3 separate regions of the Mus musculus genome follow, and regions 1 and 3 are each linked to region 2. Evidence: chromatin contacts called from public Hi-C and HiChIP or PLAC-seq data. All regions are on one chromosome and are shown on one strand. The core of a region is the stretch at or near the end of the contact, and the rest is flanking DNA. Distances in the headings are between cores, read along the strand shown.

Evidence for each region. Hi-C and Micro-C count contacts between places; a contact is called where the count stands out from the background. HiChIP or PLAC-seq counts read pairs in DNA pulled down with a chosen protein or histone mark.
Region 1: a Hi-C map of the N1E-115 cell line shows a contact between it and region 2, with 17 times the contacts expected there. The contact joins the enhancer-like site here to the promoter of Shb in region 2. A contact is called at or near these places in 7 of 484 Hi-C or Micro-C datasets (the HL-1 cell line, the N1E-115 cell line, liver and 2 more), 12 of 115 datasets of contacts at active chromatin or transcription factors (the SCID.adh cell line, craniofacial prominence, embryonic basal ganglia and 9 more) and 2 of 9 other capture datasets (adipose tissue and pancreatic islet).
Region 3: an H3K4me3 HiChIP or PLAC-seq map of embryonic forebrain shows a contact between it and region 2, with 2.8 times the contacts expected there. The contact joins the enhancer-like site here to the promoter of Shb in region 2. A contact is called at or near these places in 2 of 39 promoter capture datasets (second pharyngeal arch cranial neural crest and trophoblast stem cells), 4 of 484 Hi-C or Micro-C datasets (the N1E-115 cell line, the P5424 cell line, nephron progenitors and 1 more), 6 of 115 datasets of contacts at active chromatin or transcription factors (embryonic basal ganglia, embryonic forebrain, embryonic hindbrain and 3 more) and 1 of 9 other capture datasets (pancreatic islet).

Annotation. Positions count from the first base shown.
Region 1 is chr4:45,728,165-45,732,089 of GRCm38.p6, reverse strand. Gm31563 (a long non-coding RNA gene) reads left to right here. Exons shown (of 4, transcript XR_881227.1): 2 at 629-875. Among named protein-coding and RNA genes, the nearest start is that of Gm31563, 10 kb to the left of the region's middle. Within about 2 kb of position 2,074, at least 30 of the 459 cell types and tissues checked have an H3K27ac peak or open chromatin away from gene starts, as enhancers often do. A contact at or near this core is called in the N1E-115 cell line and the SCID.adh cell line, where this site is marked.
Region 2 is chr4:45,528,521-45,532,635 of GRCm38.p6, reverse strand. It overlaps Shb (src homology 2 domain-containing transforming protein B), which reads left to right and starts at 1,808. Exons shown (of 6, transcript NM_001033306.1): 1 at 1,808-3,074. The coding sequence starts at 2,376.
Region 3 is chr4:45,688,643-45,692,303 of GRCm38.p6, reverse strand. All of the region lies in intron 1 of Gm829 (predicted gene 829), which reads right to left. Among named protein-coding and RNA genes, the nearest start is that of Gm829, 6.9 kb to the right of the region's middle. Within about 2 kb of position 2,208, at least 28 of the 459 cell types and tissues checked have an H3K27ac peak or open chromatin away from gene starts, as enhancers often do. A contact at or near this core is called in embryonic basal ganglia, embryonic forebrain and trophoblast stem cells, where this site is marked.

The DNA.
Region 1 (3,925 bases), core at 825-3,324, 200 kb before region 2:
AGGAAGAAAAAAGCCGGTGAAACTCCTACATCTCCTTAGTATGCCATGTCAGTACAGTGCTGCTCCGTGGAAGCTGATGTGACAAGACAGAGCAGGTTATGAGAAGAAACATCTTTGACGGATTGTATGGACCTTTTCAAAAATTAGGAATTATTTAAGATTTGCATGCAGTTGGAAGATACATTACAGAACCGCATGGATCTTTTGCCCAGTTTCCTCAGCAACACTGAGATACAAACTTACAACCTGGGTCTTGGCATCAACAGACTCCCCCCTCCCCATCCTATATAGCTCTCCCTCTCCCCCTCCCCCTTCCCTCCCCTCCCCCTCCCCCTCCCCCCCCCCCTCTCTCTCTCTCTCTCTCTCTCTCTCTCTCTCCAAGTGTGCTTGTGCTCATCTGTATGAGTGTGTTTGGTTCTACCCATGACATCATTTTTAGGTTGGTATGTCAATCACCACAGTCCAGATACTGATGACTTCATGCCCACAGATCTCTCACATCATCTTCTTATAGCCACGCCGTATCCTCCTCCACAATGAGGTTTTATTGTTGTTGTTGTTAAGATTCATTTTTCTTTATGTGTACATGACTATGTGTGTTTTGTGTGTGTGTGTTTATGGGGTACAGGCACAGGAGTGCAGGTGCCCTTGGAGGCTAGGAGAAGGTTATCAGATCCTGCTGGAGCTGGAATTCCAGGCTGTTATGTGATGCTGAGGACTGAATTGCAATCTCTGGAAGAGCGGCTGCAACTCTTAACTACCACGACGTCACCATCTCTCCATCCCTCTAACAATGAGTTCTGACAAATCTATACGCACAGTTACAAGAGCGCTCCCACTGACCCCTACCAACAGCTCCTTTGCACCCTCTACAGGTCAGTTCCTTCCCCAACCCATTCTACAGCAAGGGATCTGCTTCTTATTACCATAGTTTTGCTTTTTTCCCCAGAATTTTGTCTACGTGCAATCAGCATAATGGTTTTAAAATCTGCTCGTGCTGTGGCCAGCATCAGTAATCTATGCCTTTCTCACTGAGCAAGTTACTCGCACAGATAGATCCCATTTCCTGTGTCCCCGGGGATCTTAAGTCTCCCTGCGTTGGGGTCTCATTGAACCTGTGGGTCGCTGCTCTAATGATCTCATCTGTTGATTTCATCACCATCTGTATCGAGTTACTGCCCATATTTTCCTACTTCTTAGACCACTGGGTAAATTTTCCCCTTGTAGGCAGGCGCTGCACGTTTTCTATGCATCACTGCTGGATTTTGTGTTCCTTTAAGTAGCACTGTGTTTTGTTTGGGAGCACAAATGGGTCAGATCCTTTCCAGGCCTCCAGACACCTTAGTTAGAGTTATGCCAGGCCCACCAGTAAGACAAAACCTTTCTGAAGATCCTCCTCCAGCCAGAATATTAGCTATTTCTTGGTGTCCCGGCCCTGTACAAGCTCCAGATCCCTTTCTGGTGGCAGAGATTGACAGCAGACGCCATTTAGCGTCTTAAAGAGGAACCCAGAGGCAGGAATAATAAAGGAAAGAGCAATAGGCCTGACTGTGTGGACCCTCTCTCCTGCGTTTCCTCTCAAATTCTTGTCAATGCATTGTTGCTTGGGGTTGATCTGGAGTCAGTTGGGAGAAGCGCAGTGGGTCCTGGAGAAGTTCAAGGCCTGTGTTTGAGCAGCGGATCCCCCACTGTGTGACCACAGAGGGAGTCCCAGCTGGGCTGGACTCACCCTTCAGAGCTGGATAATATAGAGTGGGGCACAATGTCCCCAGAGGCTTGCCAGCCGTTTACCTTTCTGGCTCAGTGTGTTTGTTTTCTTTATCCATTGGGCACCCCAGCTGCACTCCAACATAGCCTCTTAGTCCTCATTCCTATTTAAATATAATTTAGTTTTTATTTGATTTATGGACTCCACCCCAGTCGCTGAACTTCATTGGGCTGGGACAGTTTATTGATTTTCAATAATGGCAGGGCAGAAGAATAAAGAGATGACAGCAGCTCTTGGCTGCAGACCTGGGGCTGGCTGAGGGAAGCAGCATTAATCACCACTGAGGTGATCACTCAGACAGTCCCTAATGGAGCAGTGACCCTGGGACTCCACCAGCCTGGGACAGCTCTGAAGGCCACACAGCGATCATGCACCTCTGTTAGCAGGAGCTTGCAGCACTGCCTAGCTGGGCTCTCACCCCAGTCTCTCCTGCATAAGTCTCCGGCTCACTGACTCTAAGTGAAGGTGCACAGAATCTCAACAGACACAGGAGGTGGAGGAAACAGATATGGTTGCGGCTTCTCTGCCAACCAACACAGCAAGGCCGGTTGGTGTTACCTCCTGGCTTTCTTTAGTCCCTGGACATTTGTATATGAAAGAGAGATGATGCAAGTATGTCATTACACTCTTACATATGCACCTAATAAGATCAAATTACGACTTCATGTTAGGAGAGCCTGACGAAACTCTCTACCTAGAAACTAAAGGATTGTGGGAAAGCAGAATGAGTTAAAGAGTGGCTGGTCCTTACTGCTTGTTCAAGTCCCTTATCTTAGACAAACCTTACAAGAAACATCCCTAAAGCGTGATTACCACAGCTCTCTAGCCAAAAGGCGTATAGTGGAACATGTTGCTAAGGAAATGTTTTGCCACCTAAATTGCTTCTTACTCCAATGTCTGTTCCTGTAAACATGTGTAACCGTAATGGAAAATTCCACTGATGCTCAGGGGACTCAATGGACAACCCTCAGATGGTCACAGAGACAGAGGTTACGATGTGTTATCTGACCTATAAAGGGCGTAAGAAATTATGAGGAGACTGTGGACTGTTTCAGGGCATTAGCCTGGGTCCAGAGGAGTTCTCCCATTGGTTTTGGTGCATGGTTGATTCCGAGATGTTTGGAATTTCCACTCCCCCCAGGCCACATCCGAGCTCTTTCCCGGCCAGCTGCTGCTCCTTCTTTAGGCCTCAGCTTAGTTGCTGCCTCCTCTGCAAAGCCTGGTGACCTCACCAAGGTCACTAAGTCACAGGACTCAGCTTAGAGTCCTGTGCTGACCTTGTTAGGACAGTCACTGCAAGGCCACCATAGTCACAGCAGTGATGGGACAAGGTGTTGTCATGGCAACAATGGTCCATTCTCCTCCTGAGCTCCCAGCCAGGGGAGAGGGAGGAATTGTGCCTCTTTGTCCAGCCAGTGTCTTAAGTGACATACTCAAGACAGATTTGCTGAAGGGATAAAAGACAGTTTGCAGTGGGCTGGGGACGTAGCTCAGTTGTAGAGTACTTGCATAGCACATACAAAGCCCTGGGTTTGAGCCCAGCACTGCAGAAACCTATGTGGTGGCGCACACTGTAGTGCACACTCCCAGCATTCTGGAGGTGGAGGCAGGAAGATTAAAAAAAAAAAAGTTCAAGGTTATTCCCTGCTAACAGATCAAGTTGGAAGCCAGCCTGGGCTATGTAAAGCTCTCTCTAAATAAATATATAGGTAAAGCATAGTTGAAAAAGATAGATTTTCAAAGTTATTCATTGATTCAATGACTGAGTACCGCTTCCTTATCTTCTGTAAGTAAGCTGATGTTGTTGATCTCAGCCCTATCCCAGGCAACTCCTTAAGGGTGTGTGTTTGTGTGAGTGTGTGTGGGGGGGGGGGAGAGGGGGAGGGAGAAAGGGAGAGGGGGAGAGGGAGGGGAGGGAGAGAGAGAGAGGATATTCAAGCAAGGTGAGGGGACCAGCCTAAGGTCACACAGCCAGGTTTCAACCAGGCCACAGTTGGACTTGAGTCTCCAAATCCCAGTCCTGACTCCTCACTGGGGAGTATGGCTGCTCCCCTCCCTGTGGGGAGAGCATTGAACTAGACCAGCACTTCTCAGCCTTTGAAAATTGATAAATGCTCTGAACCGCAGCCCCAGGGAAATGCATATATGCACTGAAAA
Region 2 (4,115 bases), core at 559-3,058:
AACAGGCCTCCAGACCCTGGGGAGGACTTTCTTGGCCCAGGTGGCCTGGCTGACTGCCAGGATCTGGCTTCCTTTCCTTCCTGAGCCTAGAAGCTGGAGGGAGGGGGCGGGACGGGGGTGGGGCTTAAAACGAGGATGTCCTGGTCGGTCAGGTTTTTTCCCCTTAATTGGGGCCTCCCTCCATGCAGCATGATTAAGTGCTTGCGCAGCAGAGCAAGGATTTAAAGGGTAATTTGAGACATATAAGTGTAGGGATACCCAAAATAAGCATCTCAGCATCAACTTCTGGGGTCTCTCCCTATCTATGCTCCACACACCAAACGTTCAGCCTTGTCCTGTGTGCAGAGTTTAAGACTATTTCCTAAGGATGCTAAATGAATAGGTCTCAGGTAAGAAATAAGTGGGAATGTTATCGGAGATTGTTGGGGTTCAGGTAGCAGTGGGGTTTGGGAAATTCAAGTGGTCTTAGGGAACGAGAGAGGCAAGTAGTCTGACTACGTGGGGCTGAGCAGATAGATTGGAGCCTTCGGAGTCATGGGTCTGCCTTTTTCTAGTGTGGTGTCGCTGGAGCCTGAGTCTGGTAGGTCGCAGGGAGAGTTTGGAAGAGGTCACATTGTGCCTTACCAGGTCCCGAAGTCTCAGGATGAGAGTCTGACCTCCAGTACTAGCAGATCCTGGATTTGCTCTCTACTTCGATAGGTTACTGTTCCTACAGGACACAGGAAAAACAGTGTGTCCAACCTATATATAATGTACAGGTGACAGGTGAAATTACGGTCACAGTGTGTTATTTTGGCAAATCACCATTCTGAAGGACGGTTTCAGCTCAGAGGTACTCAAGGGGGATGGGGGGTGGGGCTGGCCAAATAGAACTTCCAAACATATCTAACATCTAGAAGGCAGATATCTTATTTCATTTTCAGGCAGTATTTTGTTCTTGACAAGGCTCCTGCTACCCCCTCTGAGAGCAGACTCAGAAAGCTACCCCCCTTTGGCCTGGGTTTCCTCACGTTTGGATAATAACTCCATTGTCTTAAGTTACATCATCACAGTGCCACCAGATCCTAGTCATCCATGTATAATCTACCTCGGGGCCTCAGTTTCTCCATCTGGAAAACTGTCTCTGGATTAAATAGAGTCTCGCCAGCTCCGGCAACCTTAAGCGTTAAATGTTTACATAGCTGGTTCCACTAGGTTGGCAGTGAACAGGGTTAAAGCCCCACTTCCTAGAAGGTGAAAAGGTAAGCAAACAGTCCGACCTCCCCTTAGCCTTGCTCAGGGATTGGTGCCCCGCCTGGTCCCAGCCGCCTATCCCGTCCGGATCCGTCATCTGGATTGCTAATACACTCATTAGCATAAAGAGTTTTTCCGAAGACCCGGCGCCGGAAAAGCTGAACCGGAGTCTCTGTCCCTTTAAAGAGAAGAGGGACAGCCACTCTCTCATTTTAGGGCATCTCCTCTGCATGGTCCTCTCGGTCAACTAGAGGTCGTGCGTTAGTCCAGCCTGCCTACCACCTCGATGGTGGACATCCATTCCTAGAGTGCACGGCGCGTGGGCCCCCAGGGACTGTGCTGACTGCTTTGGCTTCAAAGAGCCGCAGTCCCTGCTGGAGGGAGGCACGGCCTGCCAAGCCGCAGGACGCGGGCGCCCTAGGGCAGGACCCCGGAGCTGGCGCCCAGGCGGCCGCAGGAGGTGGCTCGTGCAGTCGTGAGGAGGTTCCTGGCTGCACGCGGGGGCGTGGCCTAGGAGGGGCGTGGCATTGGCGGAGGGGTGGGGCCTGCGGGAAGGGGCGGGGCCGCGGCGCTGGGCGGGTTCTGGCGGCCGAGTGTCACACACGCGGCGGCTCGGGAGGCGGCAGCAGAGGCAGCGGCAGAGCCAGGCGCCGCCGGGACGGGCAGGGGCGCGCGGGCTCCGCCAGGCGCCGGCCGCCTCCCTCATTCGTTCGCTTGTTTTCCGACCCGCAGTGGGGCCGGGCTCGCCCCCGTGCACTCGAGAAGCCCGCAGCTGGCCGCGGCTCGCACGGGGCAGGGGCGCGCTCCGCGAGGGTGGGGGCGCTGGGTGCGGGCGTGCGCGGCGGGGGGCGCCTGGCCTTCCGCTCTAGGCGGCCCGGGTCCCTATGAGACACGTCTGTGCGGGGCGCGAGATCCAAAGCTCGGTCGGCGCGCGGCAGGGGCGGAGGGCTGTGCAGCAGCGGCCGGAGCCAGGCGGCGGCCGGCAGGAGGCGGCGGCTGCGAGAACTTGAACTTGGCGACCGGTGCCCCGCACGCCCCCCACCGGGGCAGGGGCGTTGCGGGACTGGGCGACAGCGTTGTCCCCCGAATGGCCGCGGCGGCGGACCGGGCTCGCGCGCCGCGGCCCTAGGCGGCCCTTCGCCATGGCCAAGTGGCTGAACAAGTACTTCAGCTTGGGCAACAGCAAGACTAAGAGTCCGCCGCAGCCGCCGAGGCCGGACTACCGGGAGCAGCGGCGCCGGGGCGAGCGACGAGAGCAGCCCCCGCAGGCCGTGCCGCAGGCCTGCTCGGCGTCCTCGGCGTCCTGTGGGTCGGCCGCCGCCTGCTTCTCGGCCTCGTCGGGCTCTCTGCCCGACGACAGCGGCAGCACGAGTGACCTCATCCGCGCCTACCGCGCGCAGAAGGAGCGCGACTTCGAGGACCCGTACAACGGGCCGGGCTCGTCGCTGCGCAAACTGCGAGCTATGTGCCGCCTGGACTACTGCGGCGGCGGCGGCGGCGGGGACCCCGGCGGGGGCCAGCGCGCCTTCACGGCGGCAGCGGGAGCTGCGGGCTGCTGCTGCGCGGCGGCGGGAGCGGGCGCCGCCGCGTCCTCGTCCTCATCCTCCGGCTCCCCGCACCTCTACCGCAGCAGCAGCGAGCGGCGGCCGACGACGCCGGCGGAGGTGCGCTACATCTCCCCTAAGCACCGACTCATCAAAGTGGAGAGCGCGAGCGCTGCGGGGGACCCTCCGGGAGGCGTGTGCTCTGGCGGCCGTACCTGGAGCCCGACGACCTGCGGAGGCAAAAAACTGCTCAACAAGTGCTCCGCCGAGGAGACCGGAGCTGGTCAGAAAGATAAGGTAAGCTCCAAAGCTATTGGTGCGCTTGGGGAACTGAGGCACTGCCACGTTTCCCATCCCTTGCATCAACTTTGCTCTGGCATCCTGGGGTCTAGGCTACAGCGCTCATTTTGCCAGATGGTGATTAGACTCCGACTCTTTGGTTCCTGCTCCCCAAACGCACCCTTGCGGATCCCAGAGCCAGAGCGAGAGCACCCCGTCTAACTACCCAGAAGACAGACCCAGCCAGCCCTTCCGGCTCCCCCAGTAAAGTTAGCAGCGGCTGGCCTAAAAGAGCATTTACTCTCGTTTACCCCGGGGTCCCTGTAGTGGTCCCCCTCCCAGATGCAGATGGGAATTGAGGTCTAGAATGGGAAAGGGAATCTCCGGGTCGTAGATTTCCTTATTGGCTGTCCCAGAATATCTGTATGTGTGTAAATGCTTCTAAACGTCCCACTCTGCGTGCCAGGTTTCCGAAGCCAAGCGGCCTTTTGTACTAGAGCGATATTGGGAACCCCCATGCAGGCTTTTCCGGTGTTAAGGTTCGTCCTCCCAGAGAATTTACCCATCTGGCCTTTCCCACCCGCTCTCCCCAGCTCCGCAGGCAGTCTGCTAAAAAGAGACCCTTCTCTGCCCACTTCATTCTCTTTCCTGATTCCATCCCTGTAGTACCGTCTCGGGAATGAGAAGCCTTTGTGGCAATCCCCTGCCGAATCTATCAGGCCATCTTGTTCCCTGCTTCATAACAAGGGAGTTAATTACAGGCAGGCCCCTCTACTCTTCCTTCCCTTCACACTCCTGAGTTAACCTCCCTTCCCCCATAAAATACTTGTTCTGCCCACTTCTCGCTGAGGCAGTGTTTTGATTAAATCTGAGGCCCAGTGAGAGATCTTCACGGCAGGGTTGCTTGGCTGGCCGGCCCCTGCTTTGCCTGCGTTCTTCCCCACACTCTCCTTGCAAGCTCAAACTTTTGCCTGGACTGATAGAGATTGGCTAGCCTAGCAGGGAGACATTTCCTACCTGTCAGCGGGTGCTTGGCAAGGCTTCTTTTTGCTTTATGGG
Region 3 (3,661 bases), core at 959-3,458, 160 kb before region 2:
TTGTTTTGTTTTTTTTCCTAGTTTATTACCAGTTAACTGATGTGTCTGACTGGACTGCTCATGTATAAAATCATCAGACAAAGGCCCTGTCCTTACCTCCAGATACCCAGAGTCAAGTGAGGAGCTAGTCATATCCTTTATGACCGAACCAGTTGGCAATGAATGAACACAAAAGTGCTTTAGAAGCTATCAAGCACCAGAAGAACGATAGTTACAGACTATGATGCTCTCCTTACTAGATGTTTATAAATAATCTGGATGGAACCAACTTGCCTAAGTCACCAGGGTTTGTCCAAAATTAGTGGAGCTACTTTGGAAGTCTGTGAAAGGAGGAGCTTTGCTACAGGAAGTGGGTTGTGGGGGCGGGGCTTGAGCTCTTACAGCACAGCCCCATTCCTGTTCAGTCCCTGCTTGCTGTTCCTGCAGACGCTTGTTCCCGATCATGGTAGACTGTAATCCTCTCGAACTGTGTGCCCAGGTGAACCCTTCTCCCTTAAGTTGCTTTTGCTCGAGTATCTGATCACAGAGAAATGGCTAGTGCAGTGTTAGCAAGATCACTTAGTGAGCTGAGTCTAAGACCACAGAGAGTAGGTGATGTTGTTCAGTGGCTTTGATAAAGAGGTGGGAGGAATTTCATCCTGGCATGGTGGCAAAGACAGAGAGGCTGAAGATGCAAAGATGCCCCGCCACCAAAATTCAGTATAGATAAGGGTCAGAAGGTCCTCAGGAAGAAGGAAACAGCAGAATAGGTAGCAAGGTCAACAACCCAGAGGAGAACAGGCTACAACCAGCAAACTGAAGACAGTACAGTGCCCGTGTGTGCCTGTGAAACCTTGAAAGGCTTTAAACCCATCGTTCAGTTCAGGTTTACTTTAAAGATTAACCTAAGGTGAATTTTAATAGCTTATATTGATAGTGTCTATTACAAAGACAAAAGGCTTATCATTCTAACCAGGATCGCTGTCCCTGTAGCTCAGGAGGCAGTAAGATGTGCCAGTGATCAGGGGGTGGGGCGAAGCTGCTCACCTCAGGGCCTCAGGATGTGACCACCTGACCTCATGCTGTGTGTGCTCCTTATGAAAATGGAGACAGGCAAAGGAACAAAAGTCACACCGGAGACAACCAGACGTGCTAAACGTCATTGCACAGTGAATATTCTATTCTGTTACTGCCTATTTCAGGAATTTCTCAGGGACTGAAAAGATGGCTCAGTGGTTAAGATCCTTGCTGCTTTTTCAGAGGACTGGAGTTGGGTTTCCGGCACCCACATCAGGGTCCTCACAGTTGCCCATAACTGCAACTCCAGGACACCCGATGGCCAGACACCTGGCTTCTGCGGACACCTGTACTCACATACATACCTGCACACAGGATACACACACACACACACACACACACACACCTACCTACCTACACATAATTGGAAATAATAAAAATAAATCTTTAAAAAAGAATATCTTCCATATTATTAAATATTCTTCTATTGTGATTCTAACTTGGGGAGGCAGTACACAGACTCTTTCAAGACGTACTAAGCACAGACTCTCTCCCCCACACAATGCCATCTGTAAACACATGCCAGTCATGTTTGCCAGGCCCAGGACTGCCAGCTCTGCGGCTTCTTCCAGACAGCCAGGAATCCTTTCTTTTCCTCCTTCCTTCCTTCCTTCCTTCCTTCCTTCCTTCCTTCCTTCCTTCCTTCCTGTGTGTATGTGAAACCTTCCAATTTTCCAGTTTGGCAACTAACTCAACACACTAAAAATAACACAAAAGCACTACGGGGACAAATAGGCTCATCGGAGGTCTCCATCTGTTCTAGGGAAGCTCGTTTATAATCTCTGCCCAAGGCCAAGGTAAAAGGAAGGCACTTAGGGCTTCTGATGGATCCAGCTTCACCTCCCATTATGCACCTTCTTATGCAGCCAAAGCACTTGCTCTGAGTTCACTCCGTGCCTTGGCTTGTGCCGCTTTCTCCACACGAAACACCTGCGTGCCCCTAACACTTCCACTGTGTGACCGTTCTTGGATGCCAGCCATACGTCTCTCTGCTCCCTGCTATCTGGAGTCCCACCTCTAGCTCCCTGTTAGAGACTCATCTCCCTGTGCCCCCTGCCCTCCCCAACCAGGGCCCCCATGGAGCCAGCCTCTGCCAACACTGAAAGGTGGCAGAGCTATCAGCATCCATCCCAGTGCGAGTGAGTGCTTCCCCCACCCCTCAGCAGAAGGATGGATAATTACAGGCTGGCTCCAGCAACCTGCTATGGTTCACCCCTCAGGGTGTGTGAATTGCTGTGAAATTCTTATCAAGGGGAAAGCAGACAGCGGCTCTGAAAGGGACTTAAAGGAAGACAGGGCAAAGAAAGAAAGCTTTTGCAAAAGGCTTTGGGGGTGACCTTTTGAGCCTTGGAAAAAGGAAATAGACTGGCCCAGCGCCTGAGGAGCAGATAGAGACCAGCCCTGCCCTGCTTTGACTTTTCGGCAGGCTTCTTCCCTTGTCTGGATAGTAAAGGGCATCACAATCCCTTCTCTAAGACAATAAGGTTCTGTATAGCAGCCAAGGGCTTTAGTGTCTCTGCGAACCTACTGTCTGAGACAGGGACAAAGGCAGGCAGGGGAGTGAGTGACAGCTTCAAGCACACAACCCCAAGAGCTAAGGAAGAGACCGTTACAACTACAGATTCAAACACCGCCCTGCCACCAGCACCCAAGTCCCTTATGCCATGCACTGTCCACCTCCAGAAGGTCACTTAGCACTACTGCTTCCAAGTCACTTACTAAACTCCTGACTATCTTCTTTCCGAGCTGAGTTTATAAACTCAATGAGCTTGCTCCCTTCCCAGTCTCTTTCTTCTTCCCCCACACATAGTGTGTCCCGCTGCTAAACCCTTAAATCCTAACTCAACACTTGGGCCACAGTGGACTCTCCATATCCGCACATTAATGAAGGATGGATTCATTGGGAGTCATTCTTTGGCTGGATCCTGTGCCAAGAGTTGGGAATGCAGAAGATGTATCTGAGTGGCTTCCCACACCAGCTGTGGCTTCTGTGGTTTTGTGGCTGCCACTTGGGTTCCCATGATCATTCCCCATGGCACAGGGTTCAACCCAGGGTAGCAGCTCAGAGACCATGGTATTATGTGAGCAGAGCAGTGAGCTCTTGACCCTGCCTCTGATCACCCCATCAAGAAAGTGCTCTTCAGTGCTTCAGGGACTTCGCACACAATAGACACATGCTCTACCTCAGAACTACATTCCCAGCCCTTGTTTGTTGGGTTGTTGTTGTTGTTGTTTTTAGACAAAATTCTGCTATATAGCCCATGCTAATCTCAATTTCACAAACTTCCTGCCTCTCAATGCTGTGATTACATGTGTGTATCACTGTGTTACACTGACAATTCAAGACATTTTGGATTGGATGAAAAGTTAAACACAGAGTAGGCAATAAGCGGGACCTGCTACAGGCTCTTGGTGTCTGTCTCTCCGCCTCGCTGTGTCTCCTTCTCTCTGCATACACCATTCTCCTTCCTTCTCCTTCACCTCTTTTCTCTCTCTCCTCTAATGTCCACTCTATCTCATAATTTTGCTCAAGATCCATAAATTACCTTAGAAATAAAGATATGATCTAGGTCACAAGCCCAACCTCTGATAAAGATGTTTGTTG